Regions from separate parts of the Mus musculus genome. Here all the other regions are linked to region 6. The links are chromatin contacts, called in public HiChIP or PLAC-seq and promoter capture Hi-C maps. All regions are on one chromosome and are shown on one strand. The core of a region is the stretch at or near the end of the contact, and the rest is flanking DNA. Distances in the headings are between cores, read along the strand shown.

Evidence for each region. Promoter capture Hi-C pulls out the DNA fragments that hold promoters and counts their contacts. HiChIP or PLAC-seq counts read pairs in DNA pulled down with a chosen protein or histone mark.
Region 1: a contact with region 6 is called in an H3K27ac HiChIP or PLAC-seq map of embryonic stem cells, with 4 times the contacts expected there. The contact joins the promoter of Igf2bp1 here to the promoter of Nfe2l1 in region 6. A contact is called at or near these places in 1 of 39 promoter capture datasets (neural stem cells), 8 of 115 datasets of contacts at active chromatin or transcription factors (bone marrow-derived macrophages, embryonic forebrain, embryonic stem cells and 2 more) and 1 of 9 other capture datasets (pancreatic islet).
Region 2: a contact with region 6 is called in a promoter capture Hi-C map of the SN4741 cell line, with 4 times the contacts expected there. The contact joins the promoter of B4galnt2 here to the promoter of Nfe2l1 in region 6. A contact is called at or near these places in 1 of 39 promoter capture datasets (the SN4741 cell line) and 1 of 115 datasets of contacts at active chromatin or transcription factors (pancreatic cancer cells).
Region 3: a contact with region 6 is called in a promoter capture Hi-C map of fetal liver, with 4 times the contacts expected there. The contact joins the promoter of Rpl23 here to the promoter of Nfe2l1 in region 6. A contact is called at or near these places in 3 of 39 promoter capture datasets (fetal liver, liver and pre-B cells) and 1 of 115 datasets of contacts at active chromatin or transcription factors (bone marrow-derived dendritic cells).
Region 4: a contact with region 6 is called in a promoter capture Hi-C map of liver, with 2.8 times the contacts expected there. The contact joins the promoter of Mllt6 here to the promoter of Nfe2l1 in region 6. A contact is called at or near these places in 2 of 39 promoter capture datasets (liver and pre-B cells) and 3 of 115 datasets of contacts at active chromatin or transcription factors (bone marrow-derived dendritic cells, memory CD8 T cells and pancreatic cancer cells).
Region 5: a promoter capture Hi-C map of embryonic stem cells shows a contact between it and region 6, with 2.5 times the contacts expected there. The contact joins the enhancer-like site here to the promoter of Nfe2l1 in region 6. A contact is called at or near these places in 1 of 39 promoter capture datasets (embryonic stem cells), 6 of 115 datasets of contacts at active chromatin or transcription factors (the 230-238 cell line, the NIH/3T3 cell line, bone marrow-derived macrophages and 3 more) and 1 of 9 other capture datasets (macrophages).
Region 7: an H3K4me3 HiChIP or PLAC-seq map of bone marrow-derived macrophages shows a contact between it and region 6, with 2.6 times the contacts expected there. The contact joins the promoter of 4833417C18Rik here to the promoter of Nfe2l1 in region 6. A contact is called at or near these places in 1 of 39 promoter capture datasets (hippocampal neurons), 1 of 484 Hi-C or Micro-C datasets (CD8 T cells), 6 of 115 datasets of contacts at active chromatin or transcription factors (bone marrow-derived macrophages, embryonic limb bud, neural tube and 2 more) and 2 of 9 other capture datasets (adipose tissue and macrophages).

Annotation. Positions count from the first base shown.
Region 1 is chr11:96,004,557-96,008,403 of GRCm38.p6, reverse strand. Igf2bp1 (insulin-like growth factor 2 mRNA binding protein 1) reads left to right here and starts at 2,460. Exons shown (of 15, transcript NM_009951.4): 1 at 2,460-2,945. The coding sequence starts at 2,771.
Region 2 is chr11:95,913,468-95,917,208 of GRCm38.p6, reverse strand. B4galnt2 (beta-1,4-N-acetyl-galactosaminyl transferase 2) reads left to right here and starts at 2,338. Exons shown (of 11, transcript NM_008081.3): 1 at 2,338-2,389. The coding sequence starts at 2,379.
Region 3 is chr11:97,780,067-97,783,771 of GRCm38.p6, reverse strand. Rpl23 (ribosomal protein L23) reads left to right here and starts at 1,333. Exons shown (of 5, transcript NM_022891.3): 1 at 1,333-1,428; 2 at 1,883-1,966; 3 at 2,310-2,438. The coding sequence starts at 1,416. It overlaps Snora21 (small nucleolar RNA, H/ACA box 21), which reads left to right and starts at 2,006; the gene lies at 2,006-2,133.
Region 4 is chr11:97,660,903-97,665,097 of GRCm38.p6, reverse strand. It overlaps Mllt6 (myeloid/lymphoid or mixed-lineage leukemia; translocated to, 6), which reads right to left and starts at 1,686. Exons shown (of 20, transcript NM_139311.2): 1 at 1,418-1,686; 2 at 64-143. The coding sequence starts at 1,526.
Region 5 is chr11:96,048,522-96,052,699 of GRCm38.p6, reverse strand. Ube2z (ubiquitin-conjugating enzyme E2Z) reads left to right here. Exons shown (of 7, transcript NM_172300.3): 6 at 876-966; 7 at 2,286-4,178. The coding sequence ends at 2,456. Among named protein-coding and RNA genes, the nearest start is that of Ube2z, 15 kb to the left of the region's middle. Within about 2 kb of position 2,524, at least 13 of the 459 cell types and tissues checked have an H3K27ac peak or open chromatin away from gene starts, as enhancers often do. A contact at or near this core is called in embryonic stem cells, where this site is marked.
Region 6 is chr11:96,827,400-96,831,649 of GRCm38.p6, reverse strand. It overlaps Nfe2l1 (nuclear factor, erythroid derived 2,-like 1), which reads left to right and starts at 1,682. Exons shown (of 5, transcript NM_008686.3): 1 at 1,682-1,831; 2 at 3,427-4,250. The coding sequence starts at 3,943.
Region 7 is chr11:95,856,571-95,860,888 of GRCm38.p6, reverse strand. 4833417C18Rik (RIKEN cDNA 4833417C18 gene) reads right to left here and starts at 2,072. Exons shown (of 2, transcript NR_045187.1): 1 at 1,807-2,072; 2 at 1-895. It overlaps Gm38959 (a long non-coding RNA gene), which reads left to right and starts at 2,438. Exons shown (of 3, transcript XR_880173.3): 1 at 2,438-3,184. n-TQttg6 (a tRNA gene) reads left to right here and starts at 1,646; the gene lies at 1,646-1,717.

The DNA of each region.
Region 1 (3,847 bases), core at 1,211-3,710, 820 kb after region 6:
GACCCAAAGACTGTAACAGACAGCTTCTAAGACCATCTTTTAGCCCTAACAAAAATCCACACATCACTAAGAAAAGTCCCTCCCTACCGGACTTTTAATTTTCTTGAATTCCTTTTCTCTTAAGTTTGTTTTGCATTCAAAAATATTTTCTGTGAGTGTCTACTATGCGGCAGGCACTGTTTCCAGCTCATTGGCTTAGTTTGTTAAGAACTTCGCTGTGATCAAGAGCTGACAAAACACCAAGTTAGTGGGGGCTGGGGGAATGTCGGGGAGGGCGTGTGGGGACAGAGACACAGACATTTCACATCTTCCTGGACAGAAAACATTTTTTTTTTCCTATTAAGCAACTAATAGCTTGTAATACTTAGATTCCTGTTGCTTCATGGGAAGAAAAATGTCACAAAAACAAAAAACCCGACAAACACGTGGCTGGCTAGAACAAAACGCTGATTCGAGAGTGGGTTCTGAAGGTGGTGGAGGGAGACTCAAAAGCCGAGTTGGAAGCCCTCCCCCGCCCCATTTCTTCCCGGCTCTCCGGGAAAACGAGGAGGGGGACAAAGGTGCTGGGTGTTGTGTTTTAACTCCCGACTTTCCGAATGGTAGGGAATCATCCGGCAGATGGGCGGTGAGCCGAAGTCGGAACTGGCTTATAGACTCTGCAAACGAAAAAAATAACAATAAAAAAATCCAAGCCATTTATATCGGTGCAGTCAACACGTGTTACGGAGGCGGCCCGGGCCGCAGGCGACTGAGACAATGGGATCGGGACGGGGGAAGGGGAGAGTGACCCCCTTCCTCACCTGCCCTCTCAAACGCGTGCCCCGACAACCCTCCTCCCACTTGCAGACTCGAGCGGCTCAAGGACCATCCCTTTTTCTAGGGGTGTTGTCGCCGGCCCCTTCTCCGCGGTGGCCAGGCAGGGGGCTTCTCCAGGGTCTCCGTGCCTCGCTCTCCACCTCCCTCTGGCGTCGATCCAGCCTCAGCCGCTGGAACCTCGGGTGTCCCCCGCGTAGAGCCGGGGATCCCGGTACTGAGTGTGCAACGCGTCCCGCGCTCCGCTGCGCGTCCGGGACTCCCAGCGCGCGGCCCCCTCCCCCACCTCACAGACGGGGTGCGACCGCCCACGTGTCGCCCCTCGCCCAGTCCGGTCTTTCCCTCGGGCTCCCGGAGCCTGAGGATCCGGAACGCGTCGGTCCTAGCGGAGGGAAGGGACCTGGGCGGATCCACTTCCCCCTCCCCACGGGGAGGGGGGAGGGCCGCAGCCCCCTCCCCCGCTGCTCGCTTCCTCAAGCGCGGAGCGGAAATTACCCCCTCCCCGCCCCGGGCTGACCTGGGGACGTGGGCGGGGCCTCTGCACCCCCTCCCCCGGCGGCCTTCCAAAATCCAGCACCCCAAAACTAAGTTCTGAGACCCACAGCCTGCGCATGGACCATCGCTCAGTGCATCGCGGGTAGAGCGGACGCAGGCGGGCGACGCCACCTGTCCGCTCCTTGCGTGGGGAGGGCGAGGGGGACCTCGGAGCTCAACCCGGTCCCTCCCTTCTGAAGCCAACCCCTCCGGTTCGGGGTCGATCGGTGGTGCGACCACCCCTCGTCGTTTTTCCCCCACCCAGTTGATCTTCGAGGATGCTCTCGAGCCGGGTCGTGCAGGCTTTCCCCCAAGGATGCTGGAGTGTTGTCATCCAGCAGCTGGACTGGGTGCAAGCCAGCTTTTCTCCAGTGGGGATCCCGAAACATGATTTCCTGCGGGTCCCTCGTTTTCAGGCGCTGTCTCTCGTGTCCCGTGTCCGCAGCTTCCCGATCCCGCGCTCTCAGGGTCCCCTGAATCAGGACCCGGGAGGCCAGCGAAGTCTAGCGGTGTAGCGGGAAAGACAGTGACCCCCTACTTAGAAACGTAGAGGAAAGGCGTCTTTCCTTTTAAATAACCGGTTCCTGCGACCCCCTCCTGAAGACCCCAGAGTCCTCAGCTTCTCTTTGTCTGTCTCGGCAGTCCCCCGCCTGTCAGTCGCTAGCAGTTTGCCGGGGTGGGGTGGGCAGCCCAGTCTCCACAAAACGAATAAAAAAATTACCGTACATTTTATTCCTAAGAACTGGGGGGATTTGGGTCGCCACCGCCCTCCCCCCGCCACCCCCCCCCCCCGTGCAGGTCGCTGTGGGGGCGGGGCGCCGCTTTAGGGGCCAGGTTCTTGCAAAGGGGGAGGGGGATAGGAGAGCTGGGGGGGGAACTCTGCTTCCACTTTCCTGGTTTACCCGTGGGGTGCGCTGAGTGCCGCCCCCAAGATTGGAGACTGTTGGGTTGGTCCGGGTTGGAGGGCCAAGGGGCCCGGTGGCGTCGGGGGTCTTTCCCTGCAGGGTGGGTGGGGGCTGTCACCACGTGGCTTCGCCTTTTTTTTTTTTCCTGCTCCATTTTTTTTTTTTTTTCAAGTCGATTTTATTTAGAGGCGGCGCCAGGGCGGCCGCGGAGAAACGTGACACACCAGCCCGCTCGCAGGGGTTTCGGACCGAAGGGAAGGAGCCGCGCCGCGTCGTCGTCAGCCTCCCCTGCACTCGGCGGGCACTTCTCCCGGGCTCACCCAAACTCTCCCGTGACCCCCGCGTGCCCTCAGGCCGCCCACCCGCCCGGAGCTCCGGACAACTTCAGGGGTGGGGTGCGTAGAAAGTTTGCGGCTCCCGCCGCCCGTCTCCACGCCTCTCGGCCTAGGAGGCTCTCCGCCCGCGCCCGCCCGGCTCGGCCTTGCCTGGAACCGTGTCCTTGCCCCGCCACCGCCACCATGAACAAGCTTTACATCGGCAACCTCAACGAGAGTGTGACCCCCGCAGACTTGGAGAAAGTATTCGCGGAGCACAAGATCTCCTACAGCGGCCAGTTCTTGGTCAAATCCGGCTACGCCTTCGTGGATTGCCCCGACGAGCACTGGGCGATGAAGGCCATCGAAACTTTCTCGGGTAAGAGCGCGGCCACCTCCCCGGAAAACACACACACACACACACACACACACACACACACGAAATCCCGGAACAACGGGGACCTGCAGCTCCTCTTTTCCTTGCCGGCCAACTCTTCCCGGGTCCGGGAGGGCTCGGCCTCCGTCTTCGGTCCCCAGCCTCGCCCGGCCTCCCTCGACGCCTTCTCCCGGCGCGGAGATATTCGGGATTTCCTCACCCCTTCCCCCAGCCCGAGGCGCTCGTGGCGGCTCCCTACACCCCTCCCCACCGACGGGGCGGGAGCCCCGGTTGGCAACTGGTGGGGGTGGGGGTGGGGGTGTCTCACGAACACTGGGGTTCGGGTATAGGCGTGGTTTCCCCGATTCCCCCCCGCCCCTAGTCAGCCCCCCATGCGCTAGAGCACCCCCAAAGCCCCTGCCCTCCGTCCCGGGCCTTTCCAGGATGGGGGTTCGCGCACCTCAGCTCTTCCCGCTTTAACTAGGGACTAAGCCCTGAGGCAGGACGTGGGAGGAAGGGGCTCCCGCCTCCCGCCCAAGGCCTGGGGCTTGAGCCATTTTGATTTGAAAGTGGGGCGTGAGCCGGGTGGCGCGGCGGCGGTGGCGGTGGCGGCGGCGGGTCGCCATGCTGCTTCCCGAGACGCCGAGGCTGGGCCGAGAGGCGCGCGGCTACCGCGAGGGACCCTCCGCCCCGGGCCGCGCCGCCCCGGGGGCCCTCCGCTAGCCCTGTGGCCCCGACCCGGCCTGGTCGCCTAAGCCCTTCACCGTGGCTCTGCTGGAAAATAAAGTTTTAATTCTCTACTCCCGCCCCACTTCGCGAAACGATCCTGCTTTCGCCTGTCTCCTTCCTTCTACTTCTGGAGCCGCCGAAGCAAGCGCGCTCACACAAACGCTCACACCTTTCCC
Region 2 (3,741 bases), core at 1,089-3,588, 920 kb after region 6:
TCTGGAAGAGTCTAGAGCATAGAGACTAAGTAGTTTAGTCGATTGAATGTGGCTAGCAGACTGAACTTGGCCATGGGAAGGCAGGGAGGGAAGCAACCCTCGGAGAGGAGCAGAAGAGAGGGGACGGAGAGGAGAAGACAAAGGAGAGCAATCAAGAGTGCACAGCTGACCTGTCTAGGAAAACAAGAAAGAAAGAAAGAAAGAAAGAAAGAAAGAAAGAAAGAAAGAAAGAAAGAAAGAAAGAGAGAGAGAAAGAGAGAGAGAAAGAGAGAGAGAGAAAGAAAGACAGACAGAAAGACAGAAAGAAAGAAAGAAAGAAAGAAAGAAAGAAAGAAAGAAAGAAAGAAAGAAAGAAAAGAAAGAGCGAGCACGCAGCTGAAATGGAAGGGTTTTAAGGGAAGGAGAAAGTGAGGAAGGGACCAGCATGGGCTGGGAACAGTTAGGGTAGGGAGTGGGGTGGGAAAAGCAGCCACAGGCAGTTGTGAAACTGAGGAAGTCTGCATGCAGGTCAGCATCCACTTTGGCATACTACTAAATACCACAAATAGTCTTGTCCTGACCTGACAGGCGCCATATCACTACCCAGAAAGCTGAATTCATATCCACCATGAAAAGAAAAGGGGCTCTCTGACGCCCACCAGCCCGTCTGGCTTCTGCTTCTCTCTCCCCAGCCCTCTCTCCGAGTGTTTACCCCCTCCCCCGCCTCTTTCTCTGTCTCTCTTTATCTCTTTTTCTGCTTCTACTTCATTCTCAACCCCCTTTCCATCCCCACCTCAAAAAAAAAGCAAAAAACAAAAAACAAAAAAAGAAAGAAAAAAAAGAAAGAAAGAAAAGAAAAGAAAAGGAAAGGAAAGGAAAGAAAAGAAAAGAAAAGAAAAGAAAAGAAAAGAGGGAGATCAGACTTATGATGGAGTTGGAAAAAATGGCTTTATTCTTTCTTTTGAGTTTCTTGTATATTCTATGGCAATCCTGTCAGGTGTACAGCGGGCAAAGATCCTCCCTCCCCCACGCTGCATTCTACGAGTTATATATTCATCTAACTGGTGTGTAACTAAGGGTGACCCTGGATTCTGATCCTCCTGCCTCAGTGACTATATCTTTCTTACCCGGTTGGATATTTAGGATTACTTTGTTTTTAGCCGTACTTCCTTTCTGGGACACGGCAAGGTATACTATGTGTAAGCAGACGATTGCACACCGTCCTCTGCATACCTGAAACTAGCCGCATGCACGCAGTTTGGCAGGATCAGAACAACAGTAGGATCCCATTCTCGTCTCAACGGAGAAGAGCCCCCCCCCCCCGAAAACCACCCCCAACACCTTTCGAAAAGGGTTTCACAAACACAAATGCGGAACGATTTCGAGTGAAATTCGCTTTTTTCCTACGTCCAAGCAAAAAGGCATTATGTGGTCCGATAGGTCATTGTAAGAGAGATTGGGCTACGGATGCGGCTTTGTTTTCCTGTCACGACAATTTGCGGTAGAGTGTTAGGGGAAAGGTAAGGACAAAGGCTGAATTTGAGGGAACTGAAATTTGAGCTGTAGAAGGGCCCGAGATGATAGGGAGAGCTAGGAGTGGACTACGAAACTGTGTTTCTTTCTAGGGTGGACAGAAAAGCTTGATGACCCGGGGAGGCTGAGAAAGAGAATTAATTTGGAAAGAAGCGCAGGGGCCGGGTTGCGGGTTGCAGGTTGCAGCGAGCGCCCAGGTTATCCAGGCCGTGCTAGGACACGCCTTGAAGCCCGGAGGACCGCTCTGGAGCGAGAGCAGATAGAGCGGAAAGCCATTTGCCCGGATGAGGAAAGCGGTGGCACGGGATCGTACTTTCTCCAGCTTCACCTAGTTCATCCTGAAGTTTGGGTAAAACCCTGAATCCTCTCTATCTCCCTCTAAAAGACCTGCCCACCAAAGAAATGGGGGTGAGCAGAGATGGCTTGCATTTTTAGCCCCGAACCCAAAGGACATAAAATACACCAAAGTGGGTTGAGACGCTGCTTACTGTCTGATTATCCCCAACTTGCCTAGATTTCTTCACCTGAAAATCAAGCCACAGAACTGTCGTCGGGGCTGTTATAGTTTATACAAGTAAATAAAGCGTTAGAACCTGACTGTAACTCTTCTAGTAGGAAAAGCCTGGGCGTTGGTCACCGGAGGGATCATGTACCGGGACATAGGCTCCTGGCGCCGCACAGCCACAGTGGACCAACTTAAATAGTGTCAAAACCGTTGGAACACATCCTGGACGCGAGGCAAGGTCCAGCGCCTGGGCGGGGGTTGTGCGAGGTAGGCGGGCGCGGTCCCTGGGACTCGCAGCTCATTCCTGCTCGCGTCCAGACCTGCGGTAGGCAGTCTGCAGAAGTGGCTGGAGCGAGCTGCGATGACTTCCAGGTAGTGAGTGTCCCTGGGCCGGAGGAACGTGGGCACGCGGAGTTGGGGAGGAACAGGTGTAACGGCGGCAGCCAGCAGTGCTCAGACAGCAGGCAGCCGGCTGGTGGAGCCCGGGGAGTCTTCGCGTGGGTGACAAGGATCTCCCGGCACAGTGCGTGCCTTCCTGGCTAGACATCCCGCTCCTCTCTCCCGTCTCAGACGCTGCGCCGGCTCAAACCCGGAACCGGTTTTCCCATGGGAAAATCCGACTTGGAGGTTGATCTCCAGGGGGTGGGGGGCAAGTCCGAGCGTGGGGTCGTGTCTTGGGGGTGCCGGGTGCGCTGAACGGGGATCAGGCGCCTACCTGACTGAGTCTGGTACCCAGCTGTAGGATGTGGGTTTAGGCAAGTGTAAGAGCCTGGATCCCTGAGTCCTTTCCAGAGAGTTTTATAGCAGCCCTCACAGAGCCAATGGGTTTCAGAAGGTTGCATCAGGAGTAAGAGGCTCAGCTGTACCTCAATGCACCGCACAACACCGTGGAACGCTGAAGAGGCTGAACTTAGGCGTGTTCGATTAAGTTTTACAAAACACTCAGAAGGATCAGAAACGAGTTGTGTGAGTTAGAAATCATTTTGGTGTGTTACACACACCTCCTCAAAGTTTCTCTCTCTCTCTCTCTCTCTCTCTCTCTCTCTCTCTCTCTCTCTCTCTCTCTCTTTCTCTCTCTTTTTTCAAAAGCAAATGCAGTTAAAGGGAGGGGCATGTAGCTCTGATGGTGAAGTGCTTGCCTGACACTCAGAGGCCAGTCACTACTACTAAACTACCTGGAAGGCAGAGGGCCACAATTCTGAGGCCAGATGGACATCCGATCTGATCTCAAAACTTTCAAAGGGGCTGAGGAAGTTCCTCAGTGGTATACGGTTTGCAGACTCTGCACCAGGACCAGGTTTGGGGGGGGGGGGGTTGTTTGTTTGTTTTTAAAGCACACATTTGTTCCACAAAGGATTTAGGGAGAGAGTGGAGGAAGGCAGATATTGGGAGTCTGCTGTGCATTGCTAAGGAAGGGCTTCAGGAATCCCAGAGTCCTTCAATATTCTTTCTAGCTTCCTGCTTCCTGCATGTGGGAGGAGATAGGAGCTGGGACTTCTGTTTCATAGACTCAGTCAACTTGAATGATGCTAATGAACACAAGGCTGGCACATTTTGGGCCAGACTTTGTTTTTCCTTCACTTATAAAGAGCTAGAATTGTACCCTTAGATCTACGATTTTCATCTCTGAAGTCTGCTATTTTCCTGTTTTGACTATACAGTGCTGGCCAGTGTGGCCTTGGGGAAACATCTCTTCCAACTTCTGACTTTCTATTTCTGAAATG
Region 3 (3,705 bases), core at 84-2,583, 950 kb before region 6:
TTTAAAGATTTATTTATATTATTTATATGAGTACACTGTAGCTGTCTTCAGACAGACCAGAAGAGGGTATCAGATCCCGTTACAAATGGTTGTGAGCCACCATGTGGTCACTGGGAATTGAACTCAGGACCTCTGGAAGAGCAGTCAGTGCTCTTAACTGCTGAACCATCTCTCCAGCCCACTCCTATTATTTAGTATCTATTACCTGCCTCCAACCTCTACCCTGGCAGAGGAAAACCCATAAAGGCAAGAATAATGCTCTATTTTATTCCCTCATGTAATCTGGACAGAATCTGGCCCTGATATAAGTATTCAACGCACATTTGAATGAATGTTTCAACAGAAGGTAAGGAAAATAGGGAGAGGTTGAGGTAGTAAAAGGGGAAATTAATATTAATAAATTAAAACATGTCCAGTCGGGCGTGGTGGTGCACGCCTTTAATCCCAGCACTTGGGAGGCAGAGGCAGGCAGGCGGATTTCTGAGTTTGAGGCCAGCCTGGTCTACAGAGTGGGTTCCAGGACAGCCAGAGCTATACAGAGAAACCCTGTCCCCCCAAACAAAACAAAACAAAACAAAACAAAACAAAACAAAACCTGTCCATCTTGATTATAAGCAAGCATAAACTATCCTATATTTAAGCTTTACGAAATTTTGCACATCTTTAAGAAGCAACAAAGCCAATCAATCGGTCACGGTTAGCTGTGGGCTAAGTCTAAGAATAATTAATAATAAGGTACTGAGTTGTAGTCCGAGCGGCTGTGTGAATGTCACTAATAGAGTATTGTTAACTCTCATGACGAAAGAATGTTATGGTACCAAACACACAGACTCATCTGTAGCGCTCCACTTAATTGTTCCACAGCCAAATGAAACCATTCTGAACTTGCTCTTGCCCCATGTGTCTGTTCTTTAGGAACCCTTACAGAAGAATTTATTTTACTCATGTATTTATTTGTTTTGAGGAAGGATCTCATGGGTAGCTGAGGTGATGTTGAAATCGCCGCAATTCTCCTGCTTCAGCTCCCACGATGCCGAGATTATTGGCGAGCACCACCACACCCGCAGCAATAATTTTCGAATCCCTGTTATCCAGAGAGGGGCTTGGCCACAGAGCTCAAAAGAAGCTGTTAAGCAAATTTTAAAAAGCCAAAAGGCAATGTGTCCATATCGCCAATTACTTCCGAGGCGTTGGGTGTAGCCCCAAAATTACTCGCCCCTACACATCTTAAGCGCAGCTTTCCCACGCAGAACGGTCCCGCGGAGGCCCAGGCCTTTTACGTCATCTAGCTGCGACCCGGGGAGGGAGGCGGGCTGGACGAGGTCCGGTCACGTGGCTGAGTGGGCGGGGCCTCCCGTTCATATCCCAGTGTCCCCTGTACTAACTTCCTTTCTGACCCTTTCCGGGCGTTCAAGATGTCGAAGCGAGGTGAGGAATTTTGAGTTTGGGGATCCGTTGGCATCTGCCGCGCGGGATGGCCCGCCCATCCCTTGGCGACGGCCCCCGGCGGCGGTGATAGTTTACAGTCCCGGGGCCGGAGATAGAGAAGATGGGGGCACCGCGGAGGCCTAGAGGGAGCCCTGAAAGAGGGCGATGCCAATGGTGTTGAGCTGGTGTAGGAGCGGAGCATGGGGCCGAACGGAGAACGTGGGGTCGACGGGACTGCGCGATATCTGCGGTCCCCGCAAATGCAGACGAGGTTGGAGCCTCGCAGTCTCCTTCTTCCGCAGGAGGATGCAAATAATGGGCACGGCCGGGTCCCGTGACAAGTGCGTGGTAGCCGGGGAGCGGCCGGCCCTCGCCGAAGCGTGTGCGGTGGGTTATAGTTGGGAACTGTGAGACCGAATGTGGACCCTTGTCCTGTCTGTTTCCCTCCCCGCAGGACGCGGTGGGTCCTCCGGGGCGAAATTCCGGATTTCCCTGGGTCTTCCGGTCGGAGCTGTGATCAACTGTGCAGACAACACAGGTGAGGCCTTCGGCCGCGTCCTGCCACCGTCCCCTTTTAAAAGCACTCAGTGAGCCTTTTGCTAGTGACCCACTGAGCCGTCAAGAAGGGGCAGAGTGAAAAACACCACTTTTGGGTGAAGTGGCAACGTGTTGTGTTGTTTAACTTCAATCGGTGTTGTGACAAGACACTTCTGAAAGATTACTTACAAGCCCGATGAGTTTTACGAAAACGGTTTGTTTTGGTTTGTTTGTGTTCATGCTTTTCTGAGACTGAGTTACTTGGTGTATAGCCTTGCTGACTCTATATTGTGAATTCTGCCGGTCTCATACAAAATTTACTTTTGTTTGTTTTTTTCCTATAGGAGCTAAAAACTTGTATATCATCTCTGTGAAGGGAATCAAGGGACGGCTGAACAGACTTCCTGCTGCTGGTGTTGGGGACATGGTGATGGCCACAGTTAAGAAAGGCAAACCAGAACTAAGGAAAAAGGGTGAGCGGGGAGGAGAGCTTGTTTTTTTGTTTGGTTGCTTGTTTTGGTTTGTTTGTTTGGTTTTTTTTTTGACAGTGTTTTTCTGTGTAGCCCTGGCTGTCCTGGAACTCACTTTGTAGACCAGGCTGGCCTCGAACTCGCCTGCCTCTGCCTCCCAAGTGCTGGGATTAAAGGCGTGCGCCACCACGCCCGGCCCTGGGAGGCTCCTTAAGTCGTAGTGGAAGGTAGAAGTTCTCTGGGTGTTGGAAGATGGGATCTTAATTCTGTGGCTGTCAAGGAAGCTACACATGTGAGAGCCTTTGAGATCAATGCCTCAGCTCCCTGTTTGAGACAAGGCTTGACTTGGTAGCACAGGCTGGACCTCAGTGTTGGGCTTACAGACACGGCCACATGTCTGACTGCTGCGGTTTATGGAACACTTTGTTTTTTCTCTAATTAGGGTCTTTTCCGTCTTTCATGCTATGTAATCTGCCACTCACCTGGCTAAGTTCTTCCCCTGTAGTAGACTATGTAGTCTTACCAGAAAAGATCTTCAGTTGGTTGTCTGTCCCTAGCTGTCAGTGCAGATGACAATGTGAAATGGGTGTATTTTTGTGGGTTGTTGTCCGAACACCTGGAAGCAGACACATTGTCCAGAGGCCTTGTGATAGACACTGTACTGGGAGCTGACTATTGGTGTATTAACTACCCTGAAATGTGTTCTCATCAGGTAGATGAACAGACCTCAGAACCTCCTCTGCCTTGAGTGTTCCAGCTGTAGAACTTTCTTGGCAGGATCTCACTGTAAGCTTGGCTGTCCTTGAGCTCAGACCTACCCACCTCAGCTTCCTAGTGCTATCAGGCACTGTTCTTTTTCCAGAGATATTCTCGAAGTCCTTTGGTGTAGTGCAAGTGAGGCCTGTGGGGTTGCTTCCTAGCAACACTTTGTTTCCATAGGAGCCACCTTGCTCTCAGCATTTAGTTCAAAGTCTTTCACTTTAATACTTGAGGGGACGGTGACATTGTAGCCAAACTTACCCTAGTGTGGTTACACTGAAATGAGTCTACCAGGGCTTATCCTCTTCTCAGAACACTTCTAGGGCCTGGTTGGTGGCTCAGGAAGCTGTCAGTGAAGAGCAGAGCATGTCCCCTTACCCCTGTGGTATGATGACAGCTCCACACACTGTTGTCTCCAATAGTGGGGAGAGGGATATTCTTAGTGTGTGTCAGGTAACAGGCTTGGTCAGTGTTTTTGGTTTTTTTGTTTGTTTTTCTAGACAGGATTTCT
Region 4 (4,195 bases), core at 437-2,936, 830 kb before region 6:
CCTATTAACCTGCAGGAGATGCTCAGGTGTAGGGGAGAGGAAAGGGAGAGGGGCTGGACTCACCACCCTGGCTGCACGCTCCTGAGATTCACATTTCCTGCAGAACCAGGGTCCTGTTGGCACCTGGACGATGCCATAGCAAGCTAAGGGTGGGGGAAGGAGACTCACTGAGCAAAGCCATCAGCCAATGGTTCCCCCCCCCACAGAGTAACTGGGGGCAGGCAGGGAAGAGACCCAGCCTACTAAAGCCAGCCCAGTAGGTGGGGCTGCTCCCCAGACCCGGGATCACTCAATGGAACAGGACTACAAGAAATGTCCAACCGCATAGAGCCAGCCTTCAATCACACAACCAAGCATTTCAAACAGGGGCAAAAAGTCTGACAGAGTCCTTGACCTTAAACTTCCAAAGATCCTCCATTCTCATCCCACCCCTCTCCCTTTTTTCTGGACCTGAATTCCTCCCCCTCCCCCCCCCCCCCCCCCGCCGCCTCTGCCCTGACCAGTCCCCTAGGCACCAGAACAAGAAATAGTCATGATTGTAACACGTTTTGTTGTTATGAGGGGAGGGGGGGTGCTTCTTAAAGGGCCAGTAAGGGATAAGCCAAGGAAGTCGGGGGTTCAAGGACCTCATCTTCTGCCTCTGTCACACGTACAGGTCAAAAGTGAAAACAGAGGGCAGGTGCGGGGCAGGTACCCAGAGGAGAGTGGCGGGAAAGGCCCGCAGCCACAGCATTAAGGGTTGTCTTGGGAAGGGGGGTGGTGGTGGTTGCCTGTGCCAGACAGGCGGAGATGCCAGCCTGCGCCCTCGGCAAGATTCCTTAAGGAGTTAACTCCCGAACCATGTGCGGCGGCAGGGGGAAACTCCAAACCTCTCTCTCCTCCATTCCGGCCCCCTGTAAAACCGCTCTCCCAGCCTCAGCTCTTCCCCGGAGGGTTTCAGGATCCCTTCTCCCGTGGGACCCTTCTCCTCCCTTCCCAATTCCGCTCCTCCCAGTATCCGGAAGCGAAGGGGGATGACCCCCCCTTGACCTCTTCCTCCCGGAGCGGGAACCAAAATAAACCGGGCGGGAGGGGGGGTTACCTCGCAGGTAAACATTCCCGGGACAGCCCTGACACCGGCGGTGCGGGGCTCAGGGAGTTCACTCCTTGCGCCCTGGACTCTCCCCAAAACTCCTTCAACTTGGGGTGGGGGGCGCGGGACTGAACAATAGGCAAGAAAACAATGCCTGACCCGGTCCTGGAGGACCAGGCTGGGGATGGGGGGGAGCCCACGCCGCCTTTCGCTTCAGGTGGGTGGGGGAGGGGCAGGCGCCCCAGGAGGGCTCCGGAGGGCGCGGCCGAGGGCACCCCGTGCGCGCGCCGCCCCGGGGTCCCGCAGCTCCCCCCCCCCCGCCGGCCGTCTCCCCCCTCCCCTTACCTTGGTGGACGGCCACGCTGCACGCGTGCCCATCGCAGTAGACCAGCGGGTTTTCGGCCCAGCCCCTCTCGTCCGAACATACGCAGCAGCCTCCTACCATCTCCTTCATACTCCCATGAGCTCCCTCCGGGGCTGGGGCTGGGGGCCGGCCGGCGGGGGTCGGGGGTCAGGGGGGGAGGGAGGGAGCGGGGGCCGCGCGCCTCCTCGCCCCCTCCTCCGCCGCCGCCGCCGCCGCTTCTTTTCTTTGCCTCCTCCTTCCTCCTCCTCGGCGTCCTCCTCCTCCTCCTCGCTCGCTCTGTCTGGCCGCCCCCCCCGCCGTGCTCTCGCCCTCATGCCCCGACGGGCCCCCCCCCCCCAACAATGAGACTCGCGCGCCGCGCTCCCCTTCCGCGCCGCTCGCCGGCTACCAGAGCCGCCCGGCCGCGGTGCAAGCAGGGCCCGGCGGGGGAGGCGCCGAGTGGCACATCGCGGGCGCCCGCCCGCCCCGCGCCGCCCGCTCACGCGCCGCCCCCCCGGCCCCCCTGCCCGGCCGCGGCAGCCATGGCCGCGCGCCTCCGCTCGCTCGCTCGCTCCCGGCCCGCCCGCCGCCGGGTAAAGTCTTAGGTTCAGGGAACAAAGCCTGGCTTGGTAGGGAGCTTTTCGCTCGTGCGCTCAGTGCAGCTTTCCCCGTCTTTTCTTTTTCCCTTTATGACTCTAGGTGGGTAGTTCCCGAGTCCTCCCCTCCGTGTCACACTTTGGGTCTCCGGTCTCCCATCCCCCTTCTCTGGGTGTTCTTCAACCCTAGGGAAATCTAGGGAAGATGAAAAAAACCAGGGCTCTTAAAAAGAACTGGAGCGATGTTAAACCATTTACCCGTGCTTGTTCTTGGAATGGGAATGGTGTCTCTGGATGGCAGCTCATGGGTGCTGTCCCTGGAGGTCACTCTGGAGGGTAGACAATGCCACGTGTAAACTTTTACTTACTTTACAAATCTTTTTTGTTAGTTTGAGACAGGATCACCAGTAGCTCCGGTTAGCCTCGAACTCACCACTTAGTGAAGGATGACCTTGAACTCCCAATTCTGCCTCTGCCACCAAAGTGCTAGAGTAAAGGCGTGCACCACCACGCCCCGCACAAAAATTTGTTGAATGCTAGAGTCGGCTGCGCGCCAGAGTAGAGGTATTCCTGCCCTCCAGGAACTTCCCTTTGAAGTCTTCAATGTCAAGGTCTCTAGGCACCTTAGGGGTACAATGAGGTACCCCACCTTAATTCAAGATCTCTGTTCTAAGTCGTAACTCCACCCCTAGCCTCAGGGCGTGCCTTGCGTTTTAAAGTGAGTAAAGCTGCCTCGGAAGTGCTTGCCAACAGAATCACGCCTTGACTTCTGGGCAGGTATAGAATCACAGTAGCGTACAAAAACGCACCACGAAGGATTAAAGTCCCCGAAATTGGGTCTAGGGTTTGATGGAAAGCGACCCAAGACTTCCCCCAGACTGGTATAAGCCCAAAGACGAGATCTGATTCCCCTTTTTTCTTTGCAAGGGGAAAGACGGCGCCCCCACAGGGACCAAAGGTCAAATACCCCCTCAGCGGGAGGTTGGGTGGCAGAGGGGAGAAGGCAGCCCTGGGGGCTTCATCCACACTTCAAAGACCTCTAGGCCGGGAACGCTTCCTGGGGGGGAGGGGCAGAGGGCTCGGAGAGGAGATGGCGGGCTGGGGGATTGAGGGTGGAGGGGGCCGCTCCCCCTTCGGCGCACTGCCCCCCTGGCCGACTCTTCCGCCGGGCCCGCCTCCTTTTCACTAGCACCTGTTCAACCGGAACATCAAGGGGCCAGAGCCTCCGCGTTTCTTTAGTACCTTTCATCCCGGAAGGGGGGGGAGATGAGTCCCCGCCCAGGAGGGGGGAAGCAAGGAGGGGGAGAACTTGTCCTTGACCTGGTCTGTGGCGTCAGGGATTTACTCCCTTAATCCTGGCGAGGCGGGAGTTTGGGGAGGTCTGTGAAGCTGAGTTCTGGGCTGGAGCCCTCAAATCTGCTCAGTTTGGACCCTGGGAATCACGGAGGCTGAGGGAACGAAGACACTGTGTCTAGAAAAGTAAACTTGCGGTAGTCTGTTTTACGACTTCTGAATCAGGACAGGTCGAAGGCCGGGATCTCGGCTATGACGATTTTTTATTCTGTGAAGTGTGCTCATACGAAAAGTTAATACTCAGAAGAGGAACCTTACTTGGGAGTTTCTAACGAATGACTTTTACCACCAAGAGTAAAACTACAAGAAAGCCGTGGAAATGTCTGTCCTAACTAACTCTGTGGCAGTTTCACAATGTTGGGGAGTATTTGCATCTGAAACCCTTATTGTCAAAGTGGCCAGTTTGGGGTTCCCTTGGACGAGGGTCACAACCCCTTGGTCCCTGTGCCCAAGAATTGGTGGCTTCGGAACAGAAAGCCTGTTTTAAGTCAAGCCCGTGTCCAACATGTACCCAAAGCTTTTGGGACGGACGGCTGGTGCACGTTTCACTAAATTGGTTTAATTCGGTGAATTTGACCTAACTCTCCCTTAAGGTCATTTAAAAAGGGTGGAAACGTCCTCCATTTTCTGGCTGGAGTGATTGGGGTTGCCATGGGGTAGATGACTTGCTCAAAGGCACACAGCTTGAAAGCTACAGAGGCAAGATTTAAACAAAGTCTTGCCTTCTTCTAAGGCTCTGCTACAGTGTCTCCAGCTTGTGAAGAAGTGAGCTGCCGCCTCTTCTCCAACGTTCTATTGCAAGGGCTCTCCCTCTAATCCTGGGGAACCCTC
Region 5 (4,178 bases), core at 1,275-3,774, 780 kb after region 6:
GCTTGGTGGTTGGTTTTTTCTTTTATTGTTTGGGGTTTTGTTTTTGGTTTTTTTAGTTTGGTTTTTTTGTTTTTGGTTTTTGTTTTTTCTTGGGGTGGCCTCGAACTCAGAAATCCGCCTGCCTCTGCCTCCCGAGTGCCGGGATTAAAGGCATGTGCCACCATGCCCGGCTTTTTAATTTCTTTTTTTTAATTGTTTATTTTATGTAGATGAGTAGCTGAAGACACTGTAGCTGTCTTCAGACACAACAGAAGAGGGCACCAGACCTTATTATAGATAGTTGTGAGCCACCATGTGGTTGCTGGGAATTGAACTCAGGACCTCTGGAAGAGCAGCCAGGGCTCCTAACTGCTGAGCTCTCTCCAACCCCCTTTGATTGTTGTTTTGTTTTGGAGACTAGGTTTATCCATAGAATCCTGGCTGTCCTGGACTCCTGTTGTCTACCTTTTAAAAGTGTGTGTGGGGAGCTAAATCTGAATCTGGGAATGCTCACTTGTTTGTGTGTTTGTGTGTGTGTGTGTGTACGCGCGCGCGCGCATGTGCGCGCGAGTGCGTGTATATGCGCACATGCGCATTTGTTTTCTGAGACAGAGTTTCTCTGTGCTCCTTAGATGAGGTTGGCTCAGATCTGCCTGTCTTTGCCTCCTGAATACTAGGATTAAAAGTGCAATGCCACCACCACCCAGCCAAGAATGTTCACTCTTCAGTGGTGCCACACACCTTTAATCCCAGCACTTGGGAGGCAGAGGCAGGTGGATCTCTTGAGTTTAAGGCCAGCCAGGGCTACACAGAGAAACATTATCTTGGGGGGGTGAGGGGGGATGTGAAGGAGGGACCCGTGCCTCATGTTTCCCACTGCTCTGTTTAATTTCCAGGGGAGTGATGGAGAAGTCCTTCCTGGAGTATTATGACTTCTATGAGGTGGCCTGCAAAGATCGCCTGCATCTTCAAGGCCAAACTATGCAGGTAATATTGTCTCTCTCTCTCTCTCTCTTTTTTGTTTGTTTGTATTCAAAACAGGGTTGGTGATGCCTTCTCTTGTTGCTAATTCTAAGCCCCACACAGAGCATGGACAATCACCCTCACACAGGTTACACCCACATCTCATAAAATGTCACAAGTAGAGAGGAGGCCAGAGAAAAGACTAACTTGCTTAAGAACATGAAGAGATGGTTTCTAGTCATACTCAGAGTCAAGTAGGAATTATCTGTTCCAGAACATACATTATAAGCCTTTCCTTTCTAGGAGAGTCCTTTAAACTCTTATAAGAATATCTAGCCTGCTCAAAACATCAAGGGTGGTAAAACAGTCACTGTAGCGATTCTGTCCCTGACCCTAGGGGCTTACAGAGAAAGGTGACTTAGGGTAGCAGTCGTGCATAGTGCGATGTTGATTCCTGCTTTAGAGGTAGTAACTAGTTTATTCCCTACTGAGGAAGTGTGTTCTGGCTTCATATAAGAAAGAGTAGGGGCTGGACAGATGGCTCAGCGGTTAAGAGCACTGACTGCTCATTGGGAAATCCGTACTCTTGACTTTTACACCTATCTGTGACCTTAGAAAAGCAGAGTATCCTTTGTGTAGACAGAATATGGAGGGAGTTTATTTTCTTGAGTTTTCAGAGGTTGAAAACACAGGCCCTCAGGCCAGAGAGATGACTCAGCAGTTAAAAGCACAGGCTGCCTGATACAGCAGCTGTCTGTAACTTTTCTTCCTGGGGATCTGAATCTATCTTCTGGCATCTATGGGCACCTTACCACATGAGCTGCCTGTGCATGCATACATACATATATACATGTACATACATACATACATGTAGGCAATGTACTCATACGTATTAAATAAAATAGCTGGGCAGTGGTGATGCATGCCTTTAATCCCAGCACTTGGGAGGCAGAAGCAGGCGGATTTCTGAGTTCGAGGCCAGACTGGTCTACAGAATGATTTTCAGGACAGCAAAACCCTGTCTGGGGTGGGGGTGGGGGGTATTAAATAAAATCTAAAAAAAAAATTAAAAGGAAAGCACGGGCTCACCCAATGATTATGATATTTCATTGAATTTCCCCATATCCTCTTTTGCATATTGGCTTCTTTTCGGATTGCAAACCTATTTTAGTGTTAGCCCAAGCTAGACCTGTTTGGAGCTACTAGTAATACACTATTTTATTTGGAACCATTTGGACCACCTGTACTTCCTCTGTGCCAGAAGGTGAGCATGCATTTCAAAGCTATACTAGAGACTTAAATCTTACATCCCCTTGTGGATTTTTTATTTGTTTCTTCCACAGGACCCTTTTGGAGAGAAGCGGGGCCACTTTGACTACCAGTCCCTCTTGATGCGCCTCGGACTGATTCGACAGAAAGTGCTGGAAAGGCTCCATAATGAAAATGCTGAAATGGACTCTGATAGCAGCTCCTCTGGGACAGAGACAGACCTTCATGGGAGCCTGAGGGTCTAGACCCTGCTCCCCTGCCCCTCCCCCAACTCGAGAGTCCCAGCAGAGCCCCTCCCCTCGCCCCAGGGACGGAGAGGCACTGTGCATCTCCCTTCAAAGGTGTCCGCAAGGTGGCAAGAAGCAAGCAAGCTCAACCCCAGGGGGTGGGGGTGGGGCTGGTCCCAGTCTGACCTCTTTGGTGCTGGAGCACCTAGGGCAACAGTCAATCCTGGATCAGGGCCAGGGTACTTTTGTGAAAGTACCTGGAGTGATGGCCTCTGGCAAAGCTAAACAACCAACACACCTCTCTGCAGGGCCAGCTAATTAGGGATAGGAGAAGACAGAAAATGAGAACCCAAGAGGGAGCATGCCCAAGTGGTTTATAGGGATATCTGGGAGTTTGGGTGGGGGTGCTGTCCATGACACTTAAGCAGTCTGGTTGGTTATCTGTTTGTCTTCAGTCTTGAAGCAGGGCTTCCCAACACCCTTTTCTTCCCCTCCCCTATTTCCCATGGGCCAGCATAACTTTGTTTTTCCTAATTTATATAGTCACTGTTCTAGACAGACCAAAGACAAGGAACAGTGGTGGAGTCTGGGCTGCTGATCAGTAAGCTTTACCTAGCACCTGAGCACCTTCTCCCTCACACCATTTCCTCCGAATTTTAGGTTACAGGTAGAAGGTAAGCCAGCTGGAACTGAGCCCAGGTCTCTGTGAAGTCTGCATGGGCGTCAGGAAGCTGCTCACTGTGTCCCCACAATCACTGATTTGAAAGGTTCCCAGCACAGGCAGCTGCAGCCTGTGTGGGATTTGAGCCACTACATAAAATAGTCTCTTACAGATTGTCCTGAATAGTAGTCAATGAGGGTGGTTTTCTTGGGGTGGAGCACGGTAAGACTAATGCTAGTCCCTATTTTGTTTAGCTGTTACGTCTGTAGTCCCTGTCCTCCCTTCTGTCCTACCCCCATCCCTGGGGATTTGTGAGCATGGACAGCCAATGGCTCGAGGGATTGTGGCTGGGACTCTGGAGACTTCTCCCTTTATCTTTCCCTCTTTGTCACTGGAGCTGTTCCTTTCTTTGAATTTAGCTACAGTGACCCTTCAGCTGGTTGAGTAAGGATATGTGTTTTCAGTGGCTCTGGGTTAGAAGAACCTATCCTTCCCAGGTTGATACAGTTCACACTTTTCAGGGTTGCTGTTCTGGCTTCCAGTGGATGGTTAGTGATCCACATGATACAGGCCTTCTGGTCAGTGTCCAGCCCTGAGAAATGGAGAGAGCCACCTGCCCTGCCCGCTGCTATAAAGGTCTCTGACTTGTGGATCATGGGACTCCCTTGCAGAGATAGGGAGAAGATAGGGCACAAAGAGGGACCTCTTGGGAGGGCAGAAAGCAGAGAACTGGACAGGGACAGGTCACTTGGGGAGCAGTTTTGTTTTGGCTACATGGTGGCTGGGTCATGTGGAGGTTTGAAAGGGGACTCTGCTTCCAATTTCCCTCTTCCATTCCCAGAGCTAGTCCAGGGCTGAGGATGCCTTTGGTCTGTGGGTCCAGTGTTGTCTGTCATCCATTAAGTGTTCCCACTTTCAAGTGACAATCTTCTCCTTGGCCCTGCCATGGGGCAGAGCATGTCCGGCATAGCAGCCTGACTTTTATGCCCTGGTTTTAAGTTGAGGAAATATATGCACAGGAGTCAAAGAGATGTCTTTATATCTGACTGTACATAAATGAAGTTTTCTTTTTTTCCTTT
Region 6 (4,250 bases), core at 433-2,932:
AGTGCAGAGGGAGAGAAAAGAGAAGGGAGGGGCCAAGAGAACTAAATGTCTGGATTGTACAGGGAAGAGCCTGTGGGGAGTCTGTGTAGAGGGTGAGTATGCCAGGTAAGGACTGAGGAATGCTGGGAGGACCTGGAGGCCAGGTCTACTTTGTAAAGTAAAATAACCCCTCTGAAACCCAACACTTGTAGCCCTGGCTGATCTTGAACTCTTCGTACATGAGAATGCCCTTGAGTTCACAAAGATTCCAAGAGTGCCAGGATTAAAGGCATGGGACACTATGCCTGTTGTTTTGAAGACCCAACAATTAATACACAAATGTCTAGTTTTCATAAATTTTGTATTCTAGTAATTTATTGGGACACACTAAAAAACGATGAAGTAAAAACAGTCTTTGAAAGTGTTAACTAGCTCAAAATAATTTGTTTCCATTTAAAAAGGTATGTGGTAGCTTAATAATTTTTGTAAGAATCAGTTGAATTCTTGGTGCATATTATATCTGTGAAACGTACTTTACATTCTGAGAACCCCTCCATATTGGTGCTAACTCTCCTAGCACAGCGTGAAGTGAACTTATCTGCTGCATTATCAGTTGGCCTTGTCCTTAATTGCACAAGGACAGCGAATAATGAACTGTCAACTAGATTATGGCCTCTTAAAAGGAGACAAGAACTCAGTTGGCATCTCACCTCTGTCCCACAGCTACACAGTACAAACTTCAATACAATGATTTCCTACATGTGGTCTTCGGACCAGCTGTATCAGAATTACTTATAGGGAACGTTATCAGGCCCCTACCACAGGGTCACTGAACAAGAATCTCACAAAGGCTTTGTAATTTGGAATCTAATAAATGATGTTGAGAGCACACTTATATTTGAGTCACAAAAAATGTTTTGGTACTATAGTTGTATGGGGAACTCTGGCAACGATGGAACGTTCCTGAAAAGCAAAAACTAAGCTGTGTGCGAGGTTAGAGGAAGGGGAGGGGCTCTTCCCGGTGTTTCTTTGATGGCAAAAACGAGTTACTATGTCCTATCTATCACACTACCAACATTTCTCTAAGGCCCTCGTCTGCCCCGCAGTTTCCACGACCTGACTGTTGCCTGGGCTACAAGATGCCACCCTTCCTGCCTGACGAACAGGTTACACCAGGCTCTAAGGCAGACAGGGGGTACCGGTTTCCGTTGCCAGGACTCAAGATGGCGACACGAACGTCGCGACCATCAGAGCCACATGCTCCGTACTCCGCCTCGGCCCCCCCCTCGGATCTCACTGGACTTTTACAAGTCACCGTGGGGACCCTCAAGGACGGAATCTCGGGCTCCGGCGTCAATGCTCCATTATCTGCCTTAAAGGACCGCATTCCTAGGCACACAATGAGCTAGAATCACCTAACTTACAACACCGCCCACCTCCAACCCGCAGCGGAGAGGTTCAGAATGCCGGACACTAGGGCCTTCGCCTCACTCATTGGTGGGTCCATACCGGGGGGCGGGCCTGCACACTCATTGGACTTCTCTCCACGTCAGTCTCGGGAGGACTGTGCCGAGTGGGCAGACACAAACTCGACTATTGGGTTTTCTTTGCTGTCAATCAAAGTGACATCCGGTGACGACTCTAGTCCCGGCTATCTGATTGGACCAACTGTTTCTGGGGTGGCCGTGGCGGGCGGGTTTCCGAGTGCAGTGGAAGGAGGGGGCGGGGAGGGAAGCCGAGGCTGGGCGCTCCAGGCCGGCCGGAGGTGGCGGCGACGGCGGCGGTGGCGAGGCCGGGACTTGGGCTGAGGGCCTGCTGTGGCGGCAGCGACAGACTGTGACCTCAGCAGCGGGTACCTGCTCTAATTCCCTTCCCCAACGAGATAGCCGCGGTGCAACAGGGCCGAAAGCTTGTGGGATAAGGGGCGGCGAGATGTGGTTGAGGAGCAGGAGGCGGGACCCGGGAGGCCGAGAGGGGTCTTGATCGGGCTCGGGCCCTGGACACGGCCGGAAAGAAACGCGGGGCCGACCAGAAAGCGTGTTCCTGGGTGGGCTGGACTGAGAAGGGCCGAGGGCATGGGAGGGCGTGGTGAGGCTGGGCTCGCGAGCGGGGTGGGGCCTGGGGAACGGAGGGCGGGGTGAGGCTCGCTTTTAAGGGTGGGTCAAGGCCAGCAAAGTAGCACTTGTCGCTCCGTGTCCCAGAAAGCTTGGAGGCGCGTCGGCGAGAGTGGGCATGGCAGCTTGGTCTCATCCAGACTCGGGTACGGCAGGGTGGGACCGGACTGGGGCCGGAGCGCTCTCTCTTTGGCCTTGTGGGCTTTGAAGAACTTTGTCTGCTCTCTCAAACTTTAAGTGGCTCTTGGGAAGTTTTAGTAGTAAATTGCGCGAGGACGGGCGGGTTTCAAAAGCAGGGATGTTTACTCAACCGAATGAGGGTATTCGTGGGTGTGTGTGTCTCCTACGTGTCGCTCCCACTTCACCTTTAGAGCGAAGTTGATAGTGGGCCACAGTAGAGGAGTTTAGGAATTTAATGGAAGCTCAAAAGTAGAAATCAGAAATGGGAAGGCAAATTTACCTTCTCCCCACTTGGCAAGTGAGATCGAGAACTTGGCCATATCCTTCTGCTTTGGCTCAGAAGGTCATGTGAATAAAGCTAAAACCTGTGAATTCAAATTCCAGGTGGAGCACGGCTCCACAATCTTCCACTGTCCTCCTGTACCCTACCCTGTTCTTTTATTTTGCCATACTGGGGATTGGACCTAGGGCCTCTAACCAGGCACCCGTGATCTGTATCCTTGTCCTGGACATTCTTTTATTTTACTATTGAAACCAGGCTGGTCTTAAACCCCTGATCTTAACGTTTCAACGTTCTGAGTGGCCTGTGCTATTAGGCTGGTCTTTTATTTAAAAAAATAAATTAATTAATTAACGAATGAAAGAATGATAGGAAAGGGGAAATGAGATTTCAAAAGTTGGAATAACAAAAAGGCATATGAAATGGAGGCCTGAACATTTTCATGTATTTTTTCACAGTCTCTCAGTAATAATCTCTGTCTTCTCTTTAGAGTTGGAAAGGACAATGACATGGGAAACCAAATTTTTTTAAGGATAGGAAATGGACTTCTTGTGCTAAAATTAGAAACTGGGTAATGTGTTCTATTAAGAGTGTTGGTAAATGAGACAAAGTGTAAGAAAGTTTTGAATGCCTTGCACGCACAGTCTGCTTCAAATAAGACCTTTTAGGAAGTGTGGCAGATTTAATATTTAGTATTTAGGGTGCTTCTTTCCTTCCTTTTCCTTTCATAGTTGGCACAGCAGGTTTGGCTTGGCTTTTCCGTGTAAAAGTAACCTTTACACGTGTTTCCTACTCTCTGCCCGAGCTTCTTACCCTGACCATGAAGTGAAGAGTGTGGAATCTTATCTTGTTGTTCTGTGATTCCCATTTCAGGGTTCTCTGGAAACCCCCCTGGTAAGTGCAGAGGAGGCGGGACACTCTGACCCAAGACAAAGACCTGTAGCTCCAGCCAAAGAAAATAAACCTTAGGAAGGAGAAGGGGGGGAAAAAAAAAAGGAGGAAAGAAAGACTCCATCAGCTGTTGGTGTGAGCAGCCTGCAGTGGATCTCCATAGAGGACAACTAATGTGAATCCGAAAGTGACTGTGTATGGGCTGTGGTGAAGTAAGTTGAGGGCCCTGAGCGCCTGGACTGTGTTAGGAACGATCGAACGGCTCAACTTTGCGAGGTGAGGTGTCAAAAAGGGAAAAGTGAATGTGGCTTTCGCTCCACGGGGTGTGCTGTCGTCTGGGGCCGTCAGGGAGCTCAGCCCTTGTGTTGTGCCAGGGTGGGGTCCAGGGTCTGGCACTGAGGAGGGTAGCCTGCTGGCTGAAGTGGCAGAGCAGTGGCCTTGATTTGTCTTGTGGAAGATTTAAAAACAAAAAAGCATAAATATTCTGGTCCTTCAGCAATGCTTTCTCTGAAGAAATATTTAACGGAAGGACTTCTCCAGTTCACCATCCTGCTGAGTCTGATTGGGGTTCGGGTGGACGTGGATACTTACCTGACCTCACAGCTCCCCCCTCTCCGGGAGATCATCCTGGGGCCCAGCTCTGCCTATACCCAGACCCAGTTCCACAACCTGAGGAATACCTTGGATGGCTATGGGATCCACCCCAAGAGCATAGACCTGGACAATTACTTCACTGCCCGGCGGCTCCTTAGTCAGGTGAGGGCCCTGGATAGGTTCCAGGTGCCTACCACTGAGGTCAATGCTTG
Region 7 (4,318 bases), core at 823-3,322, 970 kb after region 6:
AAGTGAAAAGCGGGCTGGTAAGATGGCTCAGTGGTTAAGAGTGCCGACTGTTCTTCCTCAGGTCCCAGCGACTACATGGTGGCTCACAGCCATCCGTAGTGGAATCTGATGCCCTCTTCTGGAGTGTCTGAAGACAGCTACAGTGTACTTACATATAATAAATAAATAATAATAATAAAAAATTGTAAAAAAAAAAAAAAAAAAGAAGTGAAAAGCAGAGCTGTTTGGTTTGGTCTTTTGTCTCAATACATGTTTGGGGGCGGGTAAGTGGTGCCAGGGGACCTCTACAGAGTGGTGATCTGTAGGAAACAAGGTTGCTCAATTCAATACAATTAAGCAGCCAGTGTTGGTTCAAACTTTGCAAGCCTGACCCCAAGTAGTTTATTTGGTGAAAACTTACCTGGTGATAATTAACCCAATCACCTGTGCACAGCACAGCTTAGGACACCACTGCACTGGAACTCTTTGTAAAGTACATGTGACATCTTCCAGAAAGATAGTTTCTATAGACTGAGAAAAACATGCTCACCGATAAGAGTCCAGGGAGGAACTGGTGAGATCTCAGCCTATCAGTCTCAGGTCACAGGCCATTACCCACATCTGCTCCCAGCCTTCTGGGCAGAAGACACGTCATACATCTCTCTCACTAAACAGACATTCCTGTGTAGTTAACATTCCTGGTGTCCCTAGTGCTTATCTGAGCCTCGCACACAGGTTATTTCTTAAACTCTTGTAGAGGACTTATACAATAGCCATCATTATGGGGCCAAGCCTCACTATATTATAATAAACAATACATAGTCCAGAGCATCCTTGAAGCAGCCTCGAGGCACAGATGGATGTCCACTAGGGTAATGCTCCGAAGGTGAACTGCTGAGTCAAAGTGTTGACTGACCTGCAGAAACACATTTAGGGAAAATGAAAGACTAGACAGTGCAGAAGTGGGGATTTTGTTGTTGTTTTGCGGGATATGTGTGTGTGTGCGCGTGGTGTGTTGAATGGTGGGTGTCTGTTGTTAAAATTCTGACTGGGTTTTTCTAAGGATCGGCACACTAGAAGTTTCGGTAGTCCGGCCTTTTGAAGCGCGGGGGGAAGTGCTGAATTGGAAGCGCCAATCTCCCTACAGATAATTTGCATAGCGCGGAGCAGGGGCTGCGGCATCCACGTGCGGCGCACTCTCCAGCATCCCCGTCTGTACCCCAGGTTTCGTCCGGGGTTTGAACGGCTGTGCCACCACGTGCCAGTCCGCGTCCTTCCCCGCTGGGCCAAAGCGTCCTAGCCACAGCCCTCCTGATATAAACGCAGAAAACAAGTAGAAAGCCCAGGCTGCGTGCGCCGAACCTCCTGCCCGGAGTCCGGGACCGGAGCCGGCTTTCTCCGGACTTGGTCCGATCGGACGACCAGCCGCCCTCGAGACTTGGGGTCAAGAGCCGGGACCCTTGGAGGATCACCGGAAGAGGTGACAGACACCTCGGGGCCCATGAACGTTTGGAATTCGTAAGGACATGAGAATCTCGGTGGTTCCGTGTCTGCCCGCCATCGCGGCCACCGGCCACGGGCCCAAGCCAAGTGTAGCGAAGCTTAGAAAAGGTTGCCCAACGTCATGTGGCTTGAGAAGGCTGCCGGGCGCCTTAAGCCGCCAGCAGGTCCCATGGTGTAATGGTTAGCACTCTGGACTTTGAATCCAGCGATCCGAGTTCAAATCTCGGTGGGACCTCACTGAACCTTTTTTTGGCCTTAGAATCCCTGTTTTGGGGCCTGCAGGAAGTAGCAACCAACCCGAGCCTCCGCAGGGAATGCACTGACCTGTAGAATGGACGTTCAGCTTCCCTCCCTGTGTCTCAACACGATTACATTTCAGGAACAGCCTGGGCTGGGAGGCACTGCGCACGCGCGCCGAGTCGGGCGGAAAAATAAACGAGTTGATGGAAGACTGAACATAACTTTACCCAGGAGGGAAAACGAAAGAACCCGAAGGATCCCGAGGCTTTCCTGTCTGAGTACCGCTGCACACACCGCGCCTCGGAGTCCCCGCCCCCTACCCTCTGATTGGCTGCTGTGCAGAACGCGCGGTAGGATTGCTTTGTGAGCCGCGAATGAAGTGGCCGGACGGGGCCGGGGGGCGGGTAAGTGGTGCCAGGGGACCTCTGATTGGGTACAAGAGAGCGATTCCCCGAGGCTTGTGCGTTTAGGGGTCATAAACCCGTGTTTTGGTTCTGCATTGCTCACCCAGCGAGGTTGTGTTTCAATTAGACAACAGTCACTTAGTCAGGCTGGCAGGCGATCAGTACAGTTTCTCACCGTCCATGAGGTGTTTCTCCGAGAGAAGGGCAGGAATCGCTAAGGATTTCTTTAGCTGCATCGCGCCGCGGGTGGAAAATATGTACAGGGAGTATTGTATCTTCTTTGGATTAAGATCTGGGATTTGTGTTCGTCCCTGTGGGATAAATGACGAGGGAGCCTGCTGACGCATTATGGTCTCCCTACAGAGTGATTGGCACGGTGGCTATAGGTTCTCACCCTTGGGAGGATGCCATGGAAACCAAAAGGAGCCTCTCCCGACTCTCCGATTAATTCTCTAAGCATGCCTCTTGCAGACACAACCCACGCACTCTTTAAAACATCTGAATGGATCAGTTTGAATGAACCATCGCAACCTCAAAAAGATCAAGACGTGAGAGGAGGCACACTTGCGCTACCAGAAAATAAAGATGCTTGTTAACTGTACATTAAAGAAATTAAGATAATGTCTGGATGGATAAACATACCGATGGAACAGAATAGGGAAGCAAGATGCAGCCTCACCTTTATGCATAGTTTATAATAACAAAGGTGTCACAAATTTAAATAATAATAAAAGGTAGCACAACAGAGTTAGGGGAAAGGACCTACTTGACATCCTGCTGTGTGCTTGCTTATAGGGAAAGAATATGAAATCGGATTCTTGTTAACACTAAACACAGCAGAAAGTCCCAAGAGAATTGTTGACCTGAAAGTGACAGAAGCGGTGAGCTTGGCTGACGACATAGGGGAATGCCTACACCTCAGTTTAAACAAAGCCCGAATAAAACGCACAGACGAGGACTGTGCTACTCCAAGTACCATCAGAAGAGTGAAAATATCTGGGCCTGTTGCTCAATGGTGAACTGCAAGGCACTCAGGGCCTGGCATACTAAGAGAAAAGGTAAGCCACAGACTAGGGATATGCATGTGTAATGCATAAATAGCAAATAAATCTAAATAAATTCTCAAAGCCTGTAAGAAAACTGCCTGCCGAAAAATAGCAAAACCTGTGCTAGGGGCATAGCTCAGCAGGTAAAGAGCTTGCATGCAACCATGCTGGACCTGAGCTCCATCCACAGAACTCATGTCAGAGCTGGGCATGCTGGGGATTGTAGTCCTAATGCTGGGGAAGTGAAGGCAGAAGGGTCATTGGCCAGCCAATGAGAGAACCTGTCTTTAGAAAGAAAGAAAACACCTCACATTGACCCTGGCTTCCACATTCATACCAACATATGCACGCCTTTAATCCCAGCACTTGGAAGGCAGAGGCAGGCGGATTTCTGAGTTCGAGGCCAGCTTGGTCTACAGAGTGAGTTCCAAGACAGCTAGGGCTACACAGAGAAACCCTGTCTCGAAAAACCAAAAAAAAAAAAAAAAAAAAAAAAAGAGGAAAATAGCCTCAGACTTGAAAATAAGCTCACTATGTAGGATATCACTAAAGAGCTAAATCGGACAGGTCACACCCACCCGATGACAATGCTAAGTGTCTCCAAGAACATGGGATAAGGTGGGCAGGCAGGAGCATAGGTTAGCAGTAGAACACACATAGAGGTGAACACACACATGGGCCCTGGCCTGACACCTGCACATACATGGGTCCATTCACGTAGGCACAGATGTGTAAATAAGACAAAACCGACAGGTACTGCTCAGCATCATGGGACATCCCTGTATACCAATACCCGGTGTTGGAGTCGGGAAAAACCAAAACAACGCAAGCAGTCACAAAAGTCCAGCAAAGCAAGATCTTTATTGGAATTAGGCAACAAAAATCTGGCCAGTCAGGGACAGCAGCACATACTCAGACTGTCCAGGCTCAAAAAATAAGAGCCTTGGCTGTTCTTCCAGAGGACCTGGGTTTGATTCCCAGGACCTCCATGGTGCTCACAACTGTTCACAACTCCAGTTCCAGGGAACCAATGCTGTCTTCTCAGGCACTGCTTGCATACACATGGTAAACACACACACGCACACACACACACACACACACACACTCGCCAAAACACTCATACCCTTAAAAATAAGTCGCTCATTT